2 separate regions of the Sus scrofa genome follow, and region 2 is linked to region 1. A link is a contact called in public HiChIP or PLAC-seq data. All regions are on one chromosome and are shown on one strand. Each heading gives the region's core, a stretch centred on a gene start, on an enhancer-like site or on the middle of the called end of the contact. The rest is flanking DNA. Distances are from core to core; before and after follow the strand shown.

Region 1 (5,756 bases), core at 2,401-4,900:
GCTGCAGTTTTCTTTTACTTTTTAAATCTAAGAGTATAACCTGTTTCTTTTCCGTAATAATACTTTAGCTCATACCCAGAAAAATCAATAGGTGTAAAAAATTAAATTAAACTTGTATCTTTAAACTATGAAACAGTTTGGGGGGAAACACAAATGTATATATTTATATTACAAAAAAACATTAAATGCCTGTACAGGTGTCTTAATTTCATAATTTACTTCAAAGATATTGAATTATCAATTTAAATACAAAAATGCTACATTAAATATACAGAATAAGATTTAATACAAATCCTTTTTTAAATTTTTCTTTTAGGTTGGTTAAGACATTTGTGTGTGTGTGTGTGTGTGTGTGTGTGTGTGTGTGTGTGTGTGGAGATGTTTACATTTTTATGTCATCCATCTCCATGAACTATAAACTTTTTAGTAGGAGGGATAGTTTTGCTTTTCTCTCATGTTGATGGAAAAATAACTGCCAAGGCCATGTTTTTTAATAAATTAGGAAAGTCCAGGACCGACGCAGCCCGCGTTAAATGTCGGACATACCTTTCTTCAATTCATAGGGAGAGTCTTTGCACAGGTCTAGCTGGGACTGGCTCCGCAACATTTTCGGGTCTTTAGCCAAAGCGTCCGCTCGGTTCAACACGGTCTGGTTTAATCCATTGAAATGCGAGCCCGGACCCGTTGTGGGGCCTGGGCCGGGCCCCGGGTGGCCGTGAAGGTGTCCGAAGGAGCCATAGTTCGTGTAGCCGGGATAGAAGGGCGCCGTGTAGTAGAGAGGCCGAGACAGCACCGTCCCGCCTGGAAAGGGGCACTGCGCCGAGGGTGAGCGCGATGGCGCGGGTGCCGGCGATGCACGGCTGCTTCCTAGGGCTTGCCCGGCCACCGGCCCGGGGCACGGTGGGCATGGGGAGCCCTCATTCCCGCCGCCCCCGTCCTTGACCTTGTCCGAGGATGTGGCGATCTCGGCCAGAGACCACAGTTTGGGCTTGGCGAGCACCGCCTGCGGCGGCGGCGGCGGTGGCGGCGAGTGTATGACCGAGGGCCCTCCGGGACCGGGGGGCAGCTCTCCCGCGGCTGGGTGTGGGCCGGGTGCCGGCGCGCCGGTGGGGTAGTGAGGGGCCGGGTCCTCGGTCAGCCGAGCTGCCGCAGGCCCAGCCGGGGAGGGCCCGCCGGCGCGGGGGGGCCCGGCAGCGCGTCCAGGCGGCCCTCGGATGGCGGCTCCTTAAAATCCGAGTCGCTGAGGCTGCCCTCGGTCTCTTTGCCGGCGGGGGGGGGCGGCCCCTGCAGCCGTTCGCAGCCCGAAGCCGCTTTCTGCTCTGCTCCTCCTGCGGGGGAAACCCAGGCGGTGAGAAGCGCCGAGGCCGGGCAGCGGGCCCAGGGCCCCGATCGCAAAGGCAATGACCCCTGCTCCCAACCTCCAGGCCCTGTGCACCCTCTCTCCAGGCCCCCCTTTTGCTTCTTACTCGTGCTCAACGCACCCTTTCCCGTGTCCACCAACCTGCTTCGGGGCCCTCGGGGTCGCCCTTGTCCTCGGGCTTCTGGGGCTCATCTTCGTCGTTCTTCTCCAGATCAATGTTCTCCTCCTCCTCCTCGTCCTCGCTGCGGTTCCGCGGCGTCCACGTCATCTTGTTCTCCTTCTTGAGGCGCCGACGCGCGTTGGCGAACCAGGTGGACACCTGGGTGAGGGTCATCTTGGTGATGATGGCCAGCATGATCTTCTCGCCCTTGGTGGGGTAGGGGTTCTTGCGGTGCTCGTTCAGCCAGGCCTTGAGCGTAGCGGTGGCGTCTCGGGTGGCGTTCTTCCGGTAAGCGGGGTCCCCGTACGGGTATGAGCCCAGGGGCGCCGCGTACGGGTGGTACCCCAAGGAGCCTGCCATGCCCGGAGTGTGGTCGTAAGGAGAGCCCTGCCAGGAACGGGCAGAGAGAAAGTGAGAGTGGGCCGTGGTCCTCGGGGCCACCTGGGCGACCAAGACGCACTTTCGCTGAGCCCAGGGGTCTTCGGGCTTCGAGGCCAGCACTCTGGCTTCCCCTGGGGTAGGGCTGGAGGGCTTAGACCCTGGGGGCAACCACTCCTCCCCCTCAGAAGGAAGAGGGGGCGCCAACTCCTGAGGCCAGTCCTTGGGGGCGCTTGGAGCTGTCCTGGCCTTGGCGGCACACGGTAGGCCCCTGTCTGCCTGAGTACGTCCGCCCCCCCGCAGTGCGGTCCCCGTGCGCAGATCCCGCCACCGCGGCCAGGCCCTCCGCCCAGCGAGAGGTCTGAGCAACGGCCGGCGACCCTGCGCTCGGCGCCCAAGTGGCTGCGCGTTAGGAGAAGAAGGGTGAGCAAAGGAAGTAATGGAATTTTTTCTCCCTTGCAGAGAAAGGCAAACGAAAAGCTATGCCTTGATCCGGCACTCCCGCCCCTCCAAAAGTGTTACCCCAAGCCGAAGCCGCGGTTCTTCTCCAGAAAGTGCACCCGGCCGAAAAAATCCCGGATGCACCGCAGCTCGGCCGACTTTTCAGAAATTTAATACCTCTAAATCGGATTGCGAAGATAGGATTACGGATTTGCAACATTTTGGAGGACTAATTAAAGGCGAGGCCAAACACATTTACACAGATTTAGCACGCTTCTGTTCAGATTTCGGATCTATTTCTTTTGAACTACTTTCCCCAAATGGCAAAACTAAAAAAAAAAAAAAAAAAATGAAGTAAAGTGTGCAGGGCGGCCTGGAGCTCACGTTTGAATCAAATGTTGCTCTTTAACTGCAGCGACCTCTCCCCCAAAACCCTTTCCGCCAACTCAGCGATCCCAGCAAGACGCGACTCTCCTTTCTGAACAATCCCTGAGCCCGAGGCCCGGGCGAAGCCGAGCGAGACAATCGCCCAAGTTTGCAGGGGCCGCGAGGCTTGGAGGGGCGGTCCGCCGCGGAGCCGAGACCAGTGTCCCCGAAGCCCCCGCCCCCCCGCGCGGCCCCAGCTGCCCTCGCCCTCCCCAACTCCTGCTTACTCACCACGTACGAAGAGAAGGCGGCGGCCGCCGCCGCCGCGGGGTCGGCGCCGTACTGGAGGTGCGAGTTGTAGCCCGGCGAGGGCGCCGTGAAGGCGGTGGAGCCGGCGTAGGGCGAGAACGCGGAGCCCGACGACGAGCGGCCGAGCTCATCCGTGCGGGGCCCCGAGATGACGCTGGTGCTGTACGCCGGGCACGAGTAGAGCGCCAGCGAGGCGGACGGCTGGTACAAGTAGCCCTGCGGATAGGACATGGCCACACACGGGCATGGGGCGCTCCGCGCCGCGGCCGCCAACGAGCCGGGCGGCGCCCTGCGAGGGCGAGCGGGCGGGCACCTGGTCTCCGGCTGCCCCGGGCCGCCGCTCCTCGGGCCCCGGTTCCCGGGCTCCGGCCCGCAGAGCCTCCTCGCTGGCTTCCCGCGCGCCTCCGGCTGCGACCGCCGAACCCGCTCCTCTGCGCGCCTCGCTCGCCCCAGCAGGGTTTCCCCCCTCCCTTGCTGCTTTCTCTTTTTCCCCCTCGCTCTTTGCACTGGGGGCTCTGCTTTTGGCTTCGCAAAGGTCCTGCCAAGATGCTAAGTTGGAAATTGAGGATTCTGACGCCTTGTGCGCGCCTGAAGCTCCTCCTTCCCGGGGTGTAGTCGGTGGGAGGACTGGCAGGAGCCTCTGGGCCGCCGCAGCCAACCCGGCCGCCAGGCGCGCCTCGCCCTCTCCCTCTTCCTCCCCGGCTCCCTCTCCCGCTCGCTGGCTCTCCCCTCGCCCCTCCCTCGCGCCCGCCTCTCCGCCACGGCCCTCCTTTCCCCCCTCCTCTTATGCCCCCCTCCCCTCCACGGTCTCTCCCTCTCTCTCTCTGACTTAGACTCTCGAGCGCCGGCCCCAGGATGACAATCACAACCAAGGCGCGCGGATCTCTTCCAACTTTCGTCCCCTTCTAAGTCGGGGTGGAGCGGCGGTTCCGACGCAAGGCAGGCCCTGGTGGCCTGTCCGCCTGTACCGAAGCACAAAGGGAACGACGCCGCGGACTGCGCGCCAGTGAACGCTCTGCTCTCTACGCCACAGTAAATCGCGGAGTTAGCGGATTTCTTGTTAGCCAGGAGACTGGGCTCCAAGGCGGATTGCTACCCACCCTCCCCTAGCTTTTCCCCCAAGCGAGGGGACCCGAGAGCGAGTTGTAGATCCGTAATTAGGGCCCCTAGGAGAGTCGTATGAATGCCAGAGTCCAGGACGCAGGAAGTCCAGGGTGGACTGTCCCCCTCCGCCAGCAGCAGCAGGTGGGCGAGAAACAGGCCTTGGACGGCTTCAGCCCGGGCTCCCTTCCACCAATTCCCTGCCAAACAGCGAGGGTCAGACACTGGGGACCTGGTACTAAGAGGGTAGCCTTTCTCCAGAGAGGTAGTGGGCAAGAGCCGTCAGGCGGAGAAGCAGCTACACAGGAACAGGTCTCCGGACTCTACAACACCCCCTCCCACCATGCCTCGCTGCCTCTTTCTTGGGGTTTTGCATCAGCCGCAGCTCGCCCCGCCAGGCCGGTGGTGGTGGTGGTGGACGGTGCGGGTCCCCTTCCCTTTCGCAGGAACTCTCGCACCCGCCCACGCTCCACTGCTAACGCTCCGCGGAGCACTAACCAACCCAACCACTGTTCAGCGAGCCGCTGGCAAGGCAAACACACACACACACACACACACACACAATTGAGTCACAGGCCGAGCCCTTGCCCACGAAGCCACACAGAATACAAAAGAGACCCTTTGCCTGTTTCTCCACCCCGCGCCTCCACAAGCCATAGACGCACTCGAACTCTGGGACAGACAGGCGCTGGTGAACCCGGACCGGGGCTGGCACAGTGGTGGGCACTCCGCTGAAACCCAGCAGATCAAGGACTTTGTGGCCTTCTATAATGAATGGGGTCACAGGCAAGCCGAAGTTTGACCATACACCAAATTTCCTACAATGACTCTGACAGGCGAGATTCACTTTATTTCCTGAACTCCAGCCCCGGCACACAAACCCACTCTGCACTCTCACTTGCCCAGCTGCTCGACTCCACGCACGCGCATTGACTCCTCCCCGTCAGCTTCCCTAGGCTCCGCCCCTCAGGCGGACGTTCTCTCACAGCCTCTCATTCCGCCCGGCTCCGGCCCTCCCTGCCTTCACCGCTGATTGGACGCTGGCCTCTACTGGCTCCGCCCTTCAGCGACGTGAGCCCGTTTCCTTCTGAGTCGGTGCGCCGAGGGGGCGGGGCGGGGCGGGGCGTCGGCGCCCCATTGTCATGGAGACGGGAAGCCGGCGCCGGTGGTGGCCCGCACAGCCCAGCGGAGGTGGCAGCGAGCCGGCCGTGACTGAGGCGAGGCCGAGCCGGGACTATGCAGAACCGACCACTGGCTGCCTCTCAAGCAGCCAAGGGGCAGTGTCCTCCCAGGCTCAGTCTACTCCCGGGTGGTGCGGGGAGTGCCCAGGGGAGCGTCCCCGCCCTGCTCCTGTCTCTCCCGCCTCTTGCGGCCCCTCTGCTCCCCAGCGCCGCCCCCGGCTCCGCCCGCCGCCCCCGCCGCAGCCGCCACCACCGCAGCCCCTCGCGCTAACGGTCGGTAGCGGCCCGCGCGCGCCGCCAGCCGGGGGCTAGCGCCAGCCACGAGGGAGCGTCCGCGGCCTGCGCACCCGCGCCACAGCGGAGAGGTGAGCCCCGGGTTCCCCAATACCACCGCGTACCCGCCCAGTCGCAGCCAGGCTCCCTGCCCCTGGAGCCGCGTCCGCCTCCCCTCGTGAACCGG
Region 2 (5,756 bases), core at 1,709-4,208, 1.0 Mb after region 1:
TGGGTCAAGGATTTGGCATTGCTGTGAGCTGTGGTGTAGGTCAAAGGCTACAGCTCCAGTTCAACCCCCAGCCTAGGAACCTCCATATGCCACAGGTGCGGCCCTAAAAAATTAAAAATTAAAAAACTCCATTTCCTATACTTTGTTCTAGCCAATAATGTTTCATAAATAAACAAATTTTAAATAAAGATCACAGTCAGACAATTAGATATATGAATTCAACATGTTTCACAAGTAGAAGATAGAAAAAAGCTTTGGAGTCTGGGCCCTAGTTTTGCACAGCAACCAAGTGGCCTTGGGCAAGTTAAAAGGTCTACAGCCTTGGTCTCAAAATCCATTAAATGTGGATGATATATTTTTTCTTTTTTGCTTTTTAGGGCTGCACTTGTGGCATATGGAGGTTCCCAGGCTAGGAGTCAACTTGGAAGCTACAGCTGCCAGCCTGCACCACAGCCACAGCAGCGCAGGATCATCTGCAGCTCACACCACAGCTCACAGCAACACCAAATCCTTAACCCACTAAGCGAGGCCAGGGATCAAACCTGCATCCTCATGGATCCTTGGTGGGTTCATTAACCGCTGAGCCACAAAGGGAATTCCTGGATGATATTAACAAAGACTGCACGGGCAACCGTTATGGTTTCAATAGAGTAAAAGCTTCTTTGTGCAGGGATCTATCTTAGCCAAAATCATAGTCACGTGTCTGGCAATAATAGGTGCAAAATAAATCTTTACAGAAAAAAAATGAGTAACTTTAAATGTACACCCAAAAGGTAAGAGACATCATGCACAGTACCACTGTGTGACATTTCTTTGCACTGCTGCACGTAGACTAACACAAGAAGATCTTCCCCCTTCATACCCACCTTTACATACTGCCCTTATCACATACAGACTCAAGCGTGGAAACTTCAGGTCCCTAGTGAAATGTTGCTATAACCTGGGTCAAAATAGACGCTTTTTTTTTTTGCTGTGCTTGCAGCATGCTGAAATTCCCAGACCTGAGATGGAATCTGAGCCACAGCAGTGACAACCCTGAATCCTTAACCCCTAGGCCACCAGGGAAGTCCTATAATAGAACACATTCTATATTATATATATGTATGTGTGTATATATACACATATTTTTTTTTATAGGCTACACCCCCAGCACATGGACATTCCCAGGTCAGGGACTGAATCTATACTGCAACCTATGCTGTAGCTGCAGCAACACTGAATGCTTTAACCCACTGTGCCAGGCCAGGGATGGAACCTGCGCCTTTACAGCAACCCCGGCTGCTTCTGACAGATTCTTTTTTTTTTTTTTTTTTTTTTGTCTTTTTAGGGCTGCACCTGAGGCATATGGAGGTTTACAAGTTAGGGGTCAAATAGGGACTACACCACAGCCACAGCAACACCAGATCCGAGCTGCATCTGCAACCTACACCACAACTCACAATGCCGGATCCTTAACCCACTGAGCGAGGCCAGGGGTTGAAACTGCGTCTTCATGGATCCGAGTCAGATTCGTTTCCACTGAGCCACAAGCGGAACTCCATGCAGTCAGATTCTTAACCCTCTGTACCACAGCGGGAACTCCCACATTTTATATTTTAAATCCATAGAGGTGTTACCCTAAGATAAAGTGAGTTCACTTGTAGGACCCTAAATTCTATAAGAGTACAAACGGTGTCTGCTTCACTTACCAATGCTTCTCACTTCCAATAACTACCTAATACAGAGTGAGCAACAAACAGCATGTGTAAAGACCCTGTAACCAAATAAAGCACAGGAAAGAGAAACTTCTAAGAAGGCCAAAGTGGCTGATGGGCAGAGAGCAGGGAGGGTGTCACATCCCTTGAGGTTGTGGATGATGCAGGTAGGTTCTACACCATGCAAAACACTGTGGGCCATGTGAAGTTTTGTCTTTATCCCAAGAGCAAGGAAAGCCATGAAAGATTTTTAAACAGGTGGCTGGCAGAGGAGTTAGGAAGGAAAGAGTCATGATTAGATTTGCATTTTGAAAAGCTCACACACTGCAGTGTGGAGAAGAGACTGGTTGTGTGGGAAGAGCAACAGAAAGGAAGCAAGGCGTAAGGTGAATATGGACCAAGAGACGACTGGAACAGTCCATGGAAGAGGTAATTGTAGCTTGGTCCAAGGTGGTAAAGATGGAAAAAAGTGAACCAATGTATTTAGACAAATCACGACTTGATTTGGGGAATGAGGGAAACAGTTCTTCTGAGGCTTAAGTCTTCTTCTGTAAAACAGAATTGATGTTACTCCATCTGTATAATATCTATCTTGCAATCTGCTGTGATAAAAAAATATGAAATAATACAAATATTATGAAAACGCAGAGCCTGACACTAATAAATGATTTTTAAAAAATTCTATTACTGTGACTACTGTCATCCCATGGAACAAGCAACTGTTACAGGATGAACCCCAAAAGGAGAAAATAGGAGTGTAGTTAAAGATCCTATCCGCTGTGATGAAGACACAGAACATACACTGTTTGAAAACAGCACAGCTGAATACACAGATATTTCACCTACATCTACCCCAGTCCTCAGAAATCATTACCGAAGAGGAAGCACAACTGTTACGATCACAGGCATATTCGAGTCCGGTAAACTGAGGCACAAGAGTAGCTACAAATTTAATCAAGGAATTAGATGCAGAAGCAGGACAAGGAAAGGGGTGTCTAGATTCTCATGTGAGCTGATCCAACGGGACTAGGCCTGCAAACAGCACGAATTTACAACCCCCAAAGTCTCTGGTTCCCTTGCTAACAAGGCCTTGTCATCCCTTGGCTTAAGATCGTGGGTGCGCTCGCCATCCAACCAAGTCCTTCGGGTTCCCAGCCCCCATTACAAGTGCATGAAAGATCCCAGACTCTGAGGAGCCCAAGATACCTTAGCTTCGCGCTCTCGTTCCTCGGCGGTTGGGGTTCGCTTCATGCTGCTGCTATAGCCTCCTTCGCCACTGCTAGCCGCGTAGATTCCGCGCCCTGGACCCCGCCTCCTCTGTGTAGTTCTCTCGGGATCTTGCTCCCGCCTGGCGCCATTCGCTCTCGGAGCCGCGAGAACTACCACTCCCAGAGCGCACCACGGCTACGCCGGAATTAGCCTCGGGGTTTGGAGCAAGAGAATTTCCCAGGTCCAACAGCTGGGTGATCGTAGTCCGCAGCGCAGCGAGCAGGAGGGCCACGGCCCGAGGAGAACTACATTTCCCAGGAGTCAACGGAGCCTGCCATGTTTTTTCCCGTGCTCCTCTCGGCCAGCCGCCCCACTTGCCGTCGGCGCTATAGCAACGGTAACTAGCGGCTGAGAGAGAGTGGCGGTGAGTATTCTGGGGGAGCACAGGGGAGGAAGGGGGCAGATCTGCAGCACGGGCCACGGTCCTGGGGTCTGCTCTACCATCTGGAGAAGACCCTGGAGTTCTGCTCGCGTGAAGAGCAGCCCGGCCCGAGACACCACTTCCTCAGGCCTGAATCACAGGCAGCCTATATTATTCCCACGCCCCGCACCGGTTTGAAATTTTCTATCCTAGCCCTGAAACCTAGCTCTCGAGAGCTAATGCTAATTGCCATGACTAGCTAGGTCCTTCTTTAAGTAGGTCCCAGAAACAGTATGCTTATTTGTCCTGGGTTAGGAGTTCGTTGGGAAACCCTAATAAGCCTCTTGAGTGACATTTTGTTTGCTCAGTTATTTACAATTATTTGTTTATCGTGATTACCCCATAATCTATCAAGGTGGGAGTCTTTGTTTACCATTTTAGTCTTAGTGGCAGGTATTCAATTATTCATTCCATAAAACAATGTAGGTGCCCACTCTGTGCTAGGCACTGTTCCGACCAGCTATGAACAGGACTGATGCGGGTCTTAAGACGCTTATACTTTATTAGTGAAGATGAAATAGTAACGAACTAGTAAATAAGATTATTTCATATCGAGCTGATTGCTATACAAGAAACAAATGGTGCTGAACTTGGAAGGAAGGGTACTCTAACATAGGAAGATCAGGGAAGGCCTCTCTGAGGAAGTGATATTTGAGCTGGACACCAAAGAATGAGGAGCCACCTCATGCAAAGGCCTTGGGCAAGACAAGGATACTGTGAATTCAAAGAACCTAGAGAATAGTGTGAGTGGTGCATAATGAGCCAGGAGGGATTGCCTGAAAAGATATTGGAGAGACATTGCAGCCCCGTGCAGGGTTTCTCAACCTTGGCTCTATTAACATTTGAGGCCACATAGTTCTTTGTTGTGGTTCAATGTTTAACATCATCTCTTGACCACTAGATACCAGTATCACTGGTGCCCCCCACCTTCCCAGTTGTGACAACCAAAAATAGGACCAGACAGCTACTTGGAATATGTGTGAACTTGGGCAAAGTACCTAAGCCTTGTCTCAGTTTCTTCATTAGTAGCAAACGTAAGTAACAACCTCACAAGCCTATTGTGAGATATTTCATTAATTTACACAAGCAGAGCACTTAGGAGAGTGCCTAGCACATTTTAGCGAGAATTCAATAAATGTTAACACCATCATCATCGTTATTGTTATAAAAGTACCAAATTCTCTCAGGGAAAAGTTATCATTTTCGTGGGAGTTCCCATTGTGGCTCAGTGGGTTAGTAGCCCAATTAAAATTCATGAGGATGCAGGTTTGATCCCTAGCCTCGCTCAGTGGGTTGGGGATCCCACTTTACCGTGGGCTTTGGCGTGGGTTGTGGTTGTGGCTCGGATCCTGTGTTGCTGTGGCTGTGGTGTAACCCGGCAGCTGAGCTCTGATTTGACCCCTGGCCTGGGCACGTCCATGTGCCACAGGTGCAGCCCTAAAAAGACAAAAAGGAGAAGTTATTATTTTCACAAGTGACCTGTGTTTAAACATCTTGATAATTTGGTTCCTAATTGACCTTTCCTGTAGCAGTGTTTCCAAATGAAGTAGATGATCTCCCAGGCATATGTCTGTGAGCTGTTTATGTCACAGTAAAATGCAGTTGTTCTCAACTTTTGACAAGTTATAATAAAAGTTATTAATCCTCTCCCTAAAACATAATGTATTTCCCCATAATGCATACAAGATTTTGGAAACCATCTCTGGATCCACAGACCCTGAAGCCCCAAGGACTCCATTCATCCATTCAACGACTATTTAGTGAATGCCAGCAATGTGCCCAGGGCCCTGTGTCAGCCTCTGAGAGTACAGAGGTGAACACGACAGACCAGCTTGCTACTCTTTCAGACTTTACAGTCCAGGACCAACATGCTAGAGACTGGGAACCTCCGCCTTAGGCATCTTCATTGTTGATTTGCATTTGGCATTCTGGGTGGATTGAAATGAAAAATTTTTTTTTAATTTTTGGCATTACTAACCGTTGTATGGACTGCTACATTCACTTATAAGACTTAAGTTACTGGGATGCATCTTTGTAAAGACCAGAAACTGTAAAAATGCCAGAATTAGCTGGACAGCCTCTCTATGGAGGTAGGAAGCCCTGGGACCTAGGCCTCATGGCAACAAAGGACACAACAAAAACAAATCCAGCTGATGAGTTTATGAACCCTCTTTGATAAAATTCAGAGCTACCCACTCCTTTTGTGCATCAAGCTGACTATTAATATTCACGCGATATTGACATCCCAGGCAAGTGTGCTAAATGCTTTTAATTTACCATTTCACTAACCTTTAAAATACTCTGTGAGGTAGTATTGTTTTCTGCATTTTGAAAAATTAAGTAACTACAACTCAAGAGATTAGGTGACCTGA

What was found. HiChIP or PLAC-seq counts read pairs in DNA pulled down with a chosen protein or histone mark.
Region 2: a contact with region 1 is called in an H3K27ac HiChIP or PLAC-seq map of skeletal muscle, with 11 times the contacts expected there. The contact joins the promoter of FTO here to the promoter of IRX5 in region 1. A contact is called at or near these places in 5 of 47 Hi-C or Micro-C datasets (embryonic fibroblasts, fibroblasts, heart right ventricle and 2 more) and 1 of 2 datasets of contacts at active chromatin or transcription factors (skeletal muscle).

Annotation. Positions count from the first base shown.
Region 1 is chr6:30,511,365-30,517,120 of Sscrofa11.1, forward strand. It overlaps IRX5 (iroquois-class homeodomain protein IRX-5), which reads right to left and starts at 3,651. Exons shown (of 4, transcript XM_021094164.1): 1 at 2,997-3,651; 2 at 1,502-1,907; 3 at 1,194-1,328; 4 at 1-1,191. The coding sequence starts at 3,245. The coding sequence ends at 530. LOC102165609 (a long non-coding RNA gene) reads left to right here and starts at 3,794. Exons shown (of 9, transcript XR_002344591.1): 1 at 3,794-5,661.
Region 2 is chr6:31,561,716-31,567,471 of Sscrofa11.1, forward strand. It overlaps FTO (fat mass and obesity associated), which reads right to left and starts at 2,959. Exons shown (of 9, transcript NM_001112692.1): 1 at 2,901-2,959. The coding sequence starts at 2,945. RPGRIP1L (protein fantom) reads left to right here and starts at 3,222. Exons shown (of 25, transcript XM_021097100.1): 1 at 3,222-3,327.